Regions from separate parts of the Mus musculus genome. Here all the other regions are linked to region 3. A link is a contact called in public promoter capture Hi-C data. All regions are on one chromosome and are shown on one strand. The core of a region is the stretch at or near the end of the contact, and the rest is flanking DNA. Distances in the headings are between cores, read along the strand shown. Region 1 overlaps Gm52797 (a long non-coding RNA gene). Region 2 has its middle 25 kb from the start of Gm52797. Region 3 holds the start of 1700028E10Rik (RIKEN cDNA 1700028E10 gene).

Region 1 (2,700 bases), core at 111-2,610, 1.3 Mb before region 3:
TTTGACAAAAACTGACATACATTAGTCATGTAAGTAAGCAGAAGGAGCGGATACAAACGATAGCTAAAATTCTTTTTTGAGAGATATTTAGATACAACAAGAAACACCTTCAAACCATTCATCTGAAAGATGGCATCGCGTTAACCTTTATCAATACACATTTATGGGTGTCGTTTCTCATCCTCTGGTCTAGTGGTTCTCAACCTTCCTAATGCTGCGACCCTTTAATACAGTCCCTTGTGACATGGTGGCCCCAACCATAAAACTATTTCACTACTATTTTAGAACTGTACATTTGCTGCTGCTATGAATCATAAGGTAAACACCTGATAGACAACGCCCCGTGGGGGTTGCGACCCACAGGTTGAGAACCACTGATCTAAGGTAGCCAGAACTACAGCCATCTGTTTGGGTGAGTTAGCTACCCCAAAGTTTTCCACAAGAAAGGCAAGGGCTGTGATCCTAGCCTATGTTTTTGGCTGCGTTCCCAGTTAAATGTCACAACAGTAGCTGCCTTTGGGATATCTCTTCTTTTTGTTCACAGAAGAGGCTCTTTATTGGAGAGTCTGAGTAATTATACACTATGCTTCTTTCCCTCCACATAATATGAAAATTGTTAATTTTCCTTTTTCTCTATGGTAACTGCTGGGGTATTTCAAGCCCCTGCCTGTTCTCTCTTAAGTCTGTATCCAGTTTCCCAAGGGGCAAATCTGGAAATATTGAAAAAGCAGAGATAAGCAGTTTAGGTTGACAGAAGCGTGTGTTTCAGGCACGATCCCTCTTCGACTCTGCCCTTCCCTGAGGCCCGTGTGCATCTTTACACACTGGGACTTTTCTGGTGCCCTTTTTTCAGCATGGACCATTCTTCTCGGTTTCTCAGCCTTTTGTACTCCTCCATGTTTCTCTGTCAGCTCTGCATGCCCCTACATCAGGGTGCTCTCCGAGTGATCCTGACAGAACCACGTGTTCCTGTTTCAGCTAGGAGAGAGTCGTCTACCACTCACTGTGTACAGAGAGTGTGTGCTGTTGCTGGTATTTTTAATTTTAAAACTTCACAGGTTCAGCTTTACACACCTGAACACACGCTTTTCCATCAGATCACCCCTATGTCTTGGTGAGTTTCCTGTCTGCAAGGTGGACTGGTTTCCCTAGAGCGATAAGGAAGCCCGGCTAGAGGGCTGAGGGTGCCAGGAGGCAAACGGCGTGTCAGGAAGCAAGTGGTTTGGTTACTCTGTAGGTTCTGTTGTTATTGGCTTTTCATCTACAGACACAAATCCCATGAGCAGAGCAAGGGGCAACAGATGCTTGTGCCCATAACTCTGGGCTATGACCTTGGATTGGGGGCGGGGAGGACGGGGAGGGACCAGGCTGCTGGAGAGGGCTGCACAGCGTGGCTGTGGGGCAGAGCTGACAGCTGACAGCCAGCTGAGCCAACCCAGCAGCACACTTTCTGGTTCCCACAGGCTACCATGTGGGGCTCAGTTAGGTCAGTGTTCTTGCTAACTTTCCTCCCATGAGACAGAAAACTGTAGTTAGTGCTCTTGGTTCAAGGAATGAAACTATGTATCATTTACAGATCGACGGGGCTGGCTCTGATACAGTTCAAAGTAGCGTGTATAGTTTTATTGTCTCATTTCTTCCATCCCATAACTCCCTGGGGTGAGACAGCATCTGCTCCTGAAAGAGAAATTACTGCAGCTTCCCCCTTGTTTTTCCTGGGCTTTGGACTCTGGGGAGATTAATACACCTCCATTCTTTTGGAATCCCAGATTTTTGCACAGAAACTTAGCTACAGACCATTGTAAAGCTGTTGTGTTAGATGTAAGATTCTTGTGAAAGGAATTCTCGTGTGTGTGTGTGTGTGTGTGTGTGTGTGTGTGTGTATGCCTAAGAAGAGGTATTGAAACGTAGTTTGGGGGTGTGGCTCACTGTAGAGTGCTTGCCTAATATCTATGATGCCCGAAAAAGAAAGTAAACAAGAACAAATTTCAAGGCATTTCAAAAGTCTTTAAAGATAGTAAATTATCAAGTGGGAATTTAATCTCATAGATCAAAGATCACACATTTATATATCAAAATTTTCTCTCTCAAATATTTAGATTACTTGTGGCTAACACATTAACATTGTGACTTCTTAGACCAAGACTCCATTAGATTTCAGGCATTTAGACTTAGTATTCAGTCCACAGCTTGTTAAGGCACGGAGAGTGTTGATGTAATTCTCTCGTGTCTTTGCAGTTGTCCCAAAGCACGGGAGCAGGCATGCGATATGGGCCAATTAGTTTCTAAATTTCTTAATGCATGTCAGCACTGTAGTCTGTCAGTGTGGAGAAACGGACTTCCTGTCTTATGATATAACTGAATTGGCCGCTCACCCTAACCCCCAGAGGTGATGGAATGACAAGCAGAGGCAGACAAATGAGATTATCAAAACATGGCACAGGGCCTGCTTTTAAAGGGGGGGTGAGTGGAAGCAATGGGAGTTGATGTGGGCACGCACCTTATTTCCTGCCTGAATGTCTGTGAACCACATGCATGCAATGCCTGAAGGGGCCAGAAGAGGGCGCCATATCCCCTGGACCTGGAGTCACAGATGGTTGTGAGTAGCCACGTGGGTGCTGGGAACTGAACCCAGGTCATTACACTGAACGCTTCCTCAGCTCGAGTGCATTACTCAGCTGAGGAAGCTTCACGACTCTA
Region 2 (3,026 bases), core at 286-2,785, 1.2 Mb before region 3:
ACTTTAAATTCTGAGGGCAACATCCCTTAAGTGCATAGTCCCTGGGAATGGAGGAACTTCCTCTGGTCCAGCCTCCTGCCTGTATCCGGGCACCCCACTTATCAGGCCCCTCTGCCCCGTCTTCCATCTGGTCTTGGTCAACTTTTGTTGTCTCCCAAAAAGACTTCCTGCTTTCAAAAAGGCTATTGGGTACAGTTTTAAGCCCATTACACTCAGGCTGGGTCATTATGTTCCAAATGTCAGCACATGAGGGACATGAGATAGTATCCCTCCTCTCCCCTATGTAGCCTGTGCCTAGGTTTGGGTCAGTCCAATTGTGCAGACTGAGAAACTTGTAAGTGAGGGGAGGAATCTCACTCTGTCCTCTGAGTTTCTCCCAAGTCACGTAACTGTTTATGTTTGGTAAATTGTTTGTCACTGAAGATACATTGCTCATAAGTAAATATTTGGAGAAAAATGCCTTCTCACTTTCCATACAGAAGTAATTTATAGAGAAAAGGTGAAGAGATATAATCTGTAATTTGGCTAGTACAGTTAATCCCATACAGAGAGACCATGATGTGACCGACCATAGCGTCACCCGTTTGTATGGCGACACAGAGTTAGAGCCTCGTCATCACTTTTAATGAAAGGTGGAATGGAGCAGAAAAGAAGAGGAAAACATGTGTGCTTTATGCTTCCAAAACTAAGTGTAGCTTCGTGAAGCTGTGTGCTTGCTCTCTCTGTGTGTGCGCATGCGTGTGTTCACTTACGCATGATCATTTGTGCGCATCCCACAGGTACTGGGGCTTTGTGTCTAAACCACAGCTCACCCTGAGCCTCAATCGAGCAAAGGCTGAGAGCTGCCTCTCAGGGGCCCCTCGGCCTCGGACCAGCAACCTCTGTAACTACTTCCTCTGGCCACTTTGGATACCACTTCCCTTTCTCCAGCTGAACTTTCAAACCATTTTTCCCCCTTCAGAGCCAAGTCATGCATTCCTGACTGGTTGTGCCATCTTGTTGAGCTCTTGTTTTTGGAGGGGAGTTTTCAGAAATAGTGATAGGCAAACACTAGATAAATGACATTCCTGGTTTCCACTTGCATGCAAATGGTGCCTTGCTGCTATTTTTAAGTGTTGCTCAATTTAATGTGGTATTCTGCTGCCCGCTTGCATGCCTGTAACCGTGTATAAGGTATGGAACCCTGACTGAGTGTATGCCTGTAATTACGTGTAAGGCAGGCTGGTGCTGTGGTATAGAACTCTGATGAAGATTTGCAAATATCTGTCTGCCTTTGTGTTACTTTAGATAGGCCAATAACAGTAATGCTGGGTAATGTTGCAGAATTGCTGTCCTCACTACTACATTTCTCTTTCAGAGCTGTGCTAGTTCGATGAGAAATGTCACCAGTAAACGTGGGTATTTAAACACTTGGTCCACAGTCCCTGGTTCTGTTTAGGAAGCTTATGAAACCTTTAAGGGGTGTAGCCTTGCTGGAGGAAGTATGTCACTGGGGGTGGGCTTTGAAGGTGTATAACCCCGCCCACTTCCAATTTCCCCTCTTTGCTTCCTGAGCAAAGATGCTGTCTGCTAGCTTCCTATTTCTGCCACCTTACCACGCTATCCCCATCATTATTCTCTCCTTCTCCCTCCCGCTCCCCCTCTTCACCCCCCTTCCTCCCTCCGTTTCTGGAACTGTAAGCCAACATCCACTCTTGTTCCATAAGTTTTGTTTGGTTATGGTGTAGCTAATACAGGAGCCCATTGGGAACGTGCAGTTCAGTGGTGTCTGTGAACAAACGCCCTGAATGTGTGTAAGACTGGCAGACAGCTAAATGCCTATTGCGCGTCAGACACTGAAGCACACACACTGAGCTGTTGGCGCTGTGTGGAAATGAAAGGCTGCGATGCCAGTCCTCGTAGATGCCAGCCCTCAGTTTCGCGCCTGGCTGTTAAGTTACTATCAGACATAACAACTCCTTTCCTTAAGACAGACTCAGAGTTGAAAGGAGGTGAAATGAAAGGAACGAAACAGAGCCAGCTTTCCAGCCCTTATCAGACTTAAATATTAATAGATACTTGGCATAAGGCAGCGAACCTCGTTTCCTGATCCTTCGCGGTAGGGGCAGGCTTCGGGCTGGGTGTATGTTGCTAATTCTCCATTTGATGGCATTTGTTGGTCATCATGTTTCCCTGTCCTGACGAGAGGGTGACAGATCGGTATACAGCAAAAGGTATCAGCAGGTGAGGATGGGTCTGCCTTGACCTGGATTTCTTGCCAAGTCTCCTGATCTACATAAAATATAAAAGTAAGAGAACATACTTTTAAGGATGTGTTGCGTACTGTTGCTTATTGAATTAAACAAAGGGCAACTCATAACTGCCTGGAACGCTGACTCCAGATCTAGGGGATCCAACACCTTGTGGCTTCAGCAGGTACCAGTACTCATATGCGCCCTCTCCCTCTACCCCTCCTTCTCCCCTCCCCCTCTCCTTCCCTCCCTCTCTCCCTACTTCCCTCCCCCTTATTCCCTTTCCTTCCTTCCCTCTCCCTTATACAGACACACACAAACACATGTACAAACATGCACTAACATATATACAAACACACATACACTCATACATACAAACATACACGCACTCACAAACACATAAACCCATGCACACAGATGTACACACACTCATGCAGAGACACACATGCACTCACACACACAGACATACATGCACTCACATACATACACACATACTGATGCACAGACACATGTACACACACGTGCACACATACACAGACACATATGCACTCACACACACATGCACTCACATGCACAGACACACATGCGTACGCACACACACACAGCGTGCACACACACACACTCGCATACACATACCCACTCACCGATAGTCATATACGCAGACACAATTTTAAAAATGAAATTTTCGAGGCTTAAAAAAAAAAGAATAATTTATCTAAAAGTAAAGACTGGCATGATAGGTTCTCCTATCAAAGTGCCATCAGAGGAGTCTTACAGGGAAGGCCGTGGGTACCT
Region 3 (2,760 bases), core at 213-2,712:
AAAGGCAATTCAGGAAGATGGGGCAGGTTTTCTTACAGGTCTCATCTGATGACTTTCTTGTTTTTTAGGTTGGTAGAAGCTAGTATCAGCCAACAGATTTCATTCTTTTTAAAAATCTCTCATGGGATTTTAGTTCTGACACAAAGCTGACTAAGGAATGGCAGTTGGAGTACATAGGAGACTAAAACTAGACTAAGATAAGGTAGTTAAACTCTGGACCTGCAACATTCCAATTTTGCTACAGCACTAAAATTCTAATCAGTCTCTGCCACACCCGGCCCCCCACCCCCAGGAGTTTTCATTCACAACAGGTTCAAGCAAGGGGGAAAAAAAAAAAAACAGTACAAACTAGGGGTTAGAGATTACAAAGTTCCATTCCTAACCAAAAGGCATGTACAACTGATAACTGATAATACTGGGAAAGGTAAAATCAATTTTCCCCTATGGAGTATCAACCACACTTCTGGGAAGGCCCCATGCCCAGAAGTAACTGGCCAACACAAAATTGTGTGTTTGTGAGTGTGTGTGCGAGCGTGCATGTTTTGTTACTTTTTTATGTTTGACTTTATTTAAATCTTTGACAGCAAGGACCTCTGAAATTCCTAAAAGCATCTACCAAAAGCTGAAGACATTCCTGGGAAACTCGGGAGCTTTGGGAAACTGTCTTTCAGCCGAAAGTGTTATGTATATTTAAAGGTGGACACTAATACTTTCTGCAATACAAGTTCATAGTCCTCACGATACAACTAAAATAAAAACAAAGCCCATGTACCAGGGTAAAGTACTGTCCAGCTACTTAAAAATGGGTTTGGATCAGACACAGCCAACGTGGGAAAGGGGCGGAGTTTTCCCCTGGCAGCGTTCAAACCCTCAACAAACGGTTCTGTGCAAAGCCACACCGCAGAATGCAGAGTGCCAATATCCTGACAAAAATAAAGGGTAAAGCTCAAATTAAGCGCTTTAAAAGTCCGTAATATAAGCCTTTCCAAATCCTTAGATGCCATTAGCTGTCACGGGTAGCCTCGAGTGGGTAACGATGCAAGGACTGACACTGGCTGGGAATCAATGGCGAGAAAGCAGCTCGAGACTACCTTGTACATCGCTAACGTTCCAGAGATTTCCAGAAACTGAATTTACAGCCAGAAACCAACTCCTGTGAGAGGGAAGCAACAAAACAGACAAAAACCTGCTAAGACACCAGTTTAATGTCCGCCCGGCGAGGCCTGCAAGCGATCAAAGATGGAGAAATCAGCACATGCCTCCCGCAACAACGCCCTCCTAGTACGCAAGCGCTCGCGCGCCCGCGCGGAGGCCCCGCCCCTCGCGTGCACGCCCAGACCAGGCGCGCGCAGCGGAAGTTACCGCCTCCAAGGCCCCTCCTGGCTCTTCCGCCACGAGGCCCCGCGTTCGCAGTCCGGTTCCGGTTGTAGCTCCGCCCCCGCGCGGGAACACGCTAGAAGGCTGGATATCCGGGCCAGGAGGCTCGCGGAGCCCTCACTTCCGGTGGTGTCTCAGCCCAGCTCCCTTGAGGCGCAGGTTCTGGCTCTCGGTGCGGTAGCGCCATCTGGCGCCGAGTGTTCCCCGGACTGCGGAGGGGCGCGCTTCCTCCCTTCAGAACATTCCAGAGACACCGCGGCGGCCGGGGTAGGCTTTATGCGCTCCGCCAGAAGGGCGGGACCCAAGACTCCTCCTCCACCGAGTTCCCGCGCGGGAAGGGTTTTGCGGTTACCCTGAGCGGAAATGGTTGGAGTCTGGAGCGGGAACGGACCTCACGCGGGAGGAAACCGGCCTTTTCCCGTCTTTTCAAGTCCTGGCGACACAGTTCCTGCCCCACTGGCTCTCCTTTTTTGTTTCCTCCTTTCTGGGCACTGTGCTTCGGTTCTTCACTCGGCGTGGACCGAGGTCCTCCATGTCCCGCTTTGCAGAGAGGAGGCTTTACTTTGTAGCCTTTCGTTAGCCTGTGTTGGAGAAAAGCTTTTGCTCCATTACGTCTGTTAAGCTGGGGTGTTGCGAAAACGAGCAGTATCGGGGATTAAACATTAGAAGAATGATAATAGGTTTTTAAAACAAGACAGTCTCACCAGGTTCATCTCAGAACTGTGAAATTAACGCTGTGGCTGTTATGCCGTATTTCCTTTAGATAAGGGAAAACGAGTTTCCACCAGAGCTAGAAAGTGAACATAACTTTCCTCTTAAAAGAATTCATGTTTAAAAAAGTCCAGATGTAATACACTTGGAGCACTGTTAGCTATTGTGAGTTATTGTGTATCAAGATGCACAGTGCGAGCCAGTGAGATGTCCCTTAGAAGTCAGAGATCTGCGGTCACTTGTCTCTGGACCTTTCTCCCCCACTACAGCAGTATTTTCCCTACCTGTGCATGCATTTGAGTTCAGAAGGCTTTTAAGAGGCCAGTTCACTAGAGTTTAGAACTGGGAGAGGTGATATGGAAGGAGAGCTAGGTGACTAAGGCCCACAGTTGGAATAGTTTAAAGAGTTCAGGAGAGCTCTTCGCTGTTATTGCTGTTTTGACACATTAACCCGACAGATTAGTAGCCTTTCTAGCAGGTGCCAAGGGAGCAAACTAAGCGCTAAAACCATAAAGTTTGTACAGTCACACATTCGGGAAGCAAGTTCATATAATATACTCTGTTGTAGAGGGTGCTGTAACACCAGGTATACAAAATTTCTCAATTATGTCATCTCTGTTCTTCAGAGTTTCTTGAAAATAGTAACTCAAAAAATCACTTCAACAGACATTT

What was found. Promoter capture Hi-C pulls out the DNA fragments that hold promoters and counts their contacts.
Region 1: a promoter capture Hi-C map of pre-B cells shows a contact between it and region 3, with 11 times the contacts expected there. The contact joins the enhancer-like site here to the promoter of 1700028E10Rik in region 3. A contact is called at or near these places in 3 of 39 promoter capture datasets (cranial neural crest, pre-B cells and second pharyngeal arch cranial neural crest), 1 of 15 datasets of contacts at CTCF or cohesin (large pre-B cells), 4 of 484 Hi-C or Micro-C datasets (B cells, CD4 T cells, CD8 T cells and 1 more) and 2 of 115 datasets of contacts at active chromatin or transcription factors (astrocytes and large pre-B cells).
Region 2: a contact with region 3 is called in a promoter capture Hi-C map of pre-B cells, with 10 times the contacts expected there. The contact joins the enhancer-like site here to the promoter of 1700028E10Rik in region 3. A contact is called at or near these places in 1 of 39 promoter capture datasets (pre-B cells), 1 of 15 datasets of contacts at CTCF or cohesin (large pre-B cells), 3 of 484 Hi-C or Micro-C datasets (B cells, palatal mesenchyme and uterus) and 2 of 115 datasets of contacts at active chromatin or transcription factors (T-cell acute lymphoblastic leukemia and large pre-B cells).

Annotation. Positions count from the first base shown.
Region 1 is chr5:150,114,496-150,117,195 of GRCm38.p6, forward strand. The region is part of intron 2 of Gm52797 (a long non-coding RNA gene); the gene reads right to left. Among named protein-coding and RNA genes, the nearest start is that of Gm52797, 15 kb to the right of the region's middle. Within about 2 kb of position 1,361, at least 40 of the 459 cell types and tissues checked have an H3K27ac peak or open chromatin away from gene starts, as enhancers often do. A contact at or near this core is called in B cells, CD8 T cells and pre-B cells, where this site is marked.
Region 2 is chr5:150,154,731-150,157,756 of GRCm38.p6, forward strand. It overlaps a transcript of Fry not described here. Among named protein-coding and RNA genes, the nearest start is that of Gm52797, 25 kb to the left of the region's middle. Within about 2 kb of position 1,536, at least 57 of the 459 cell types and tissues checked have an H3K27ac peak or open chromatin away from gene starts, as enhancers often do. A contact at or near this core is called in B cells and pre-B cells, where this site is marked.
Region 3 is chr5:151,367,213-151,369,972 of GRCm38.p6, forward strand. 1700028E10Rik (RIKEN cDNA 1700028E10 gene) reads left to right here and starts at 1,463. Exons shown (of 4, transcript NR_045700.1): 1 at 1,463-1,644. It also overlaps a transcript of Stard13 not described here.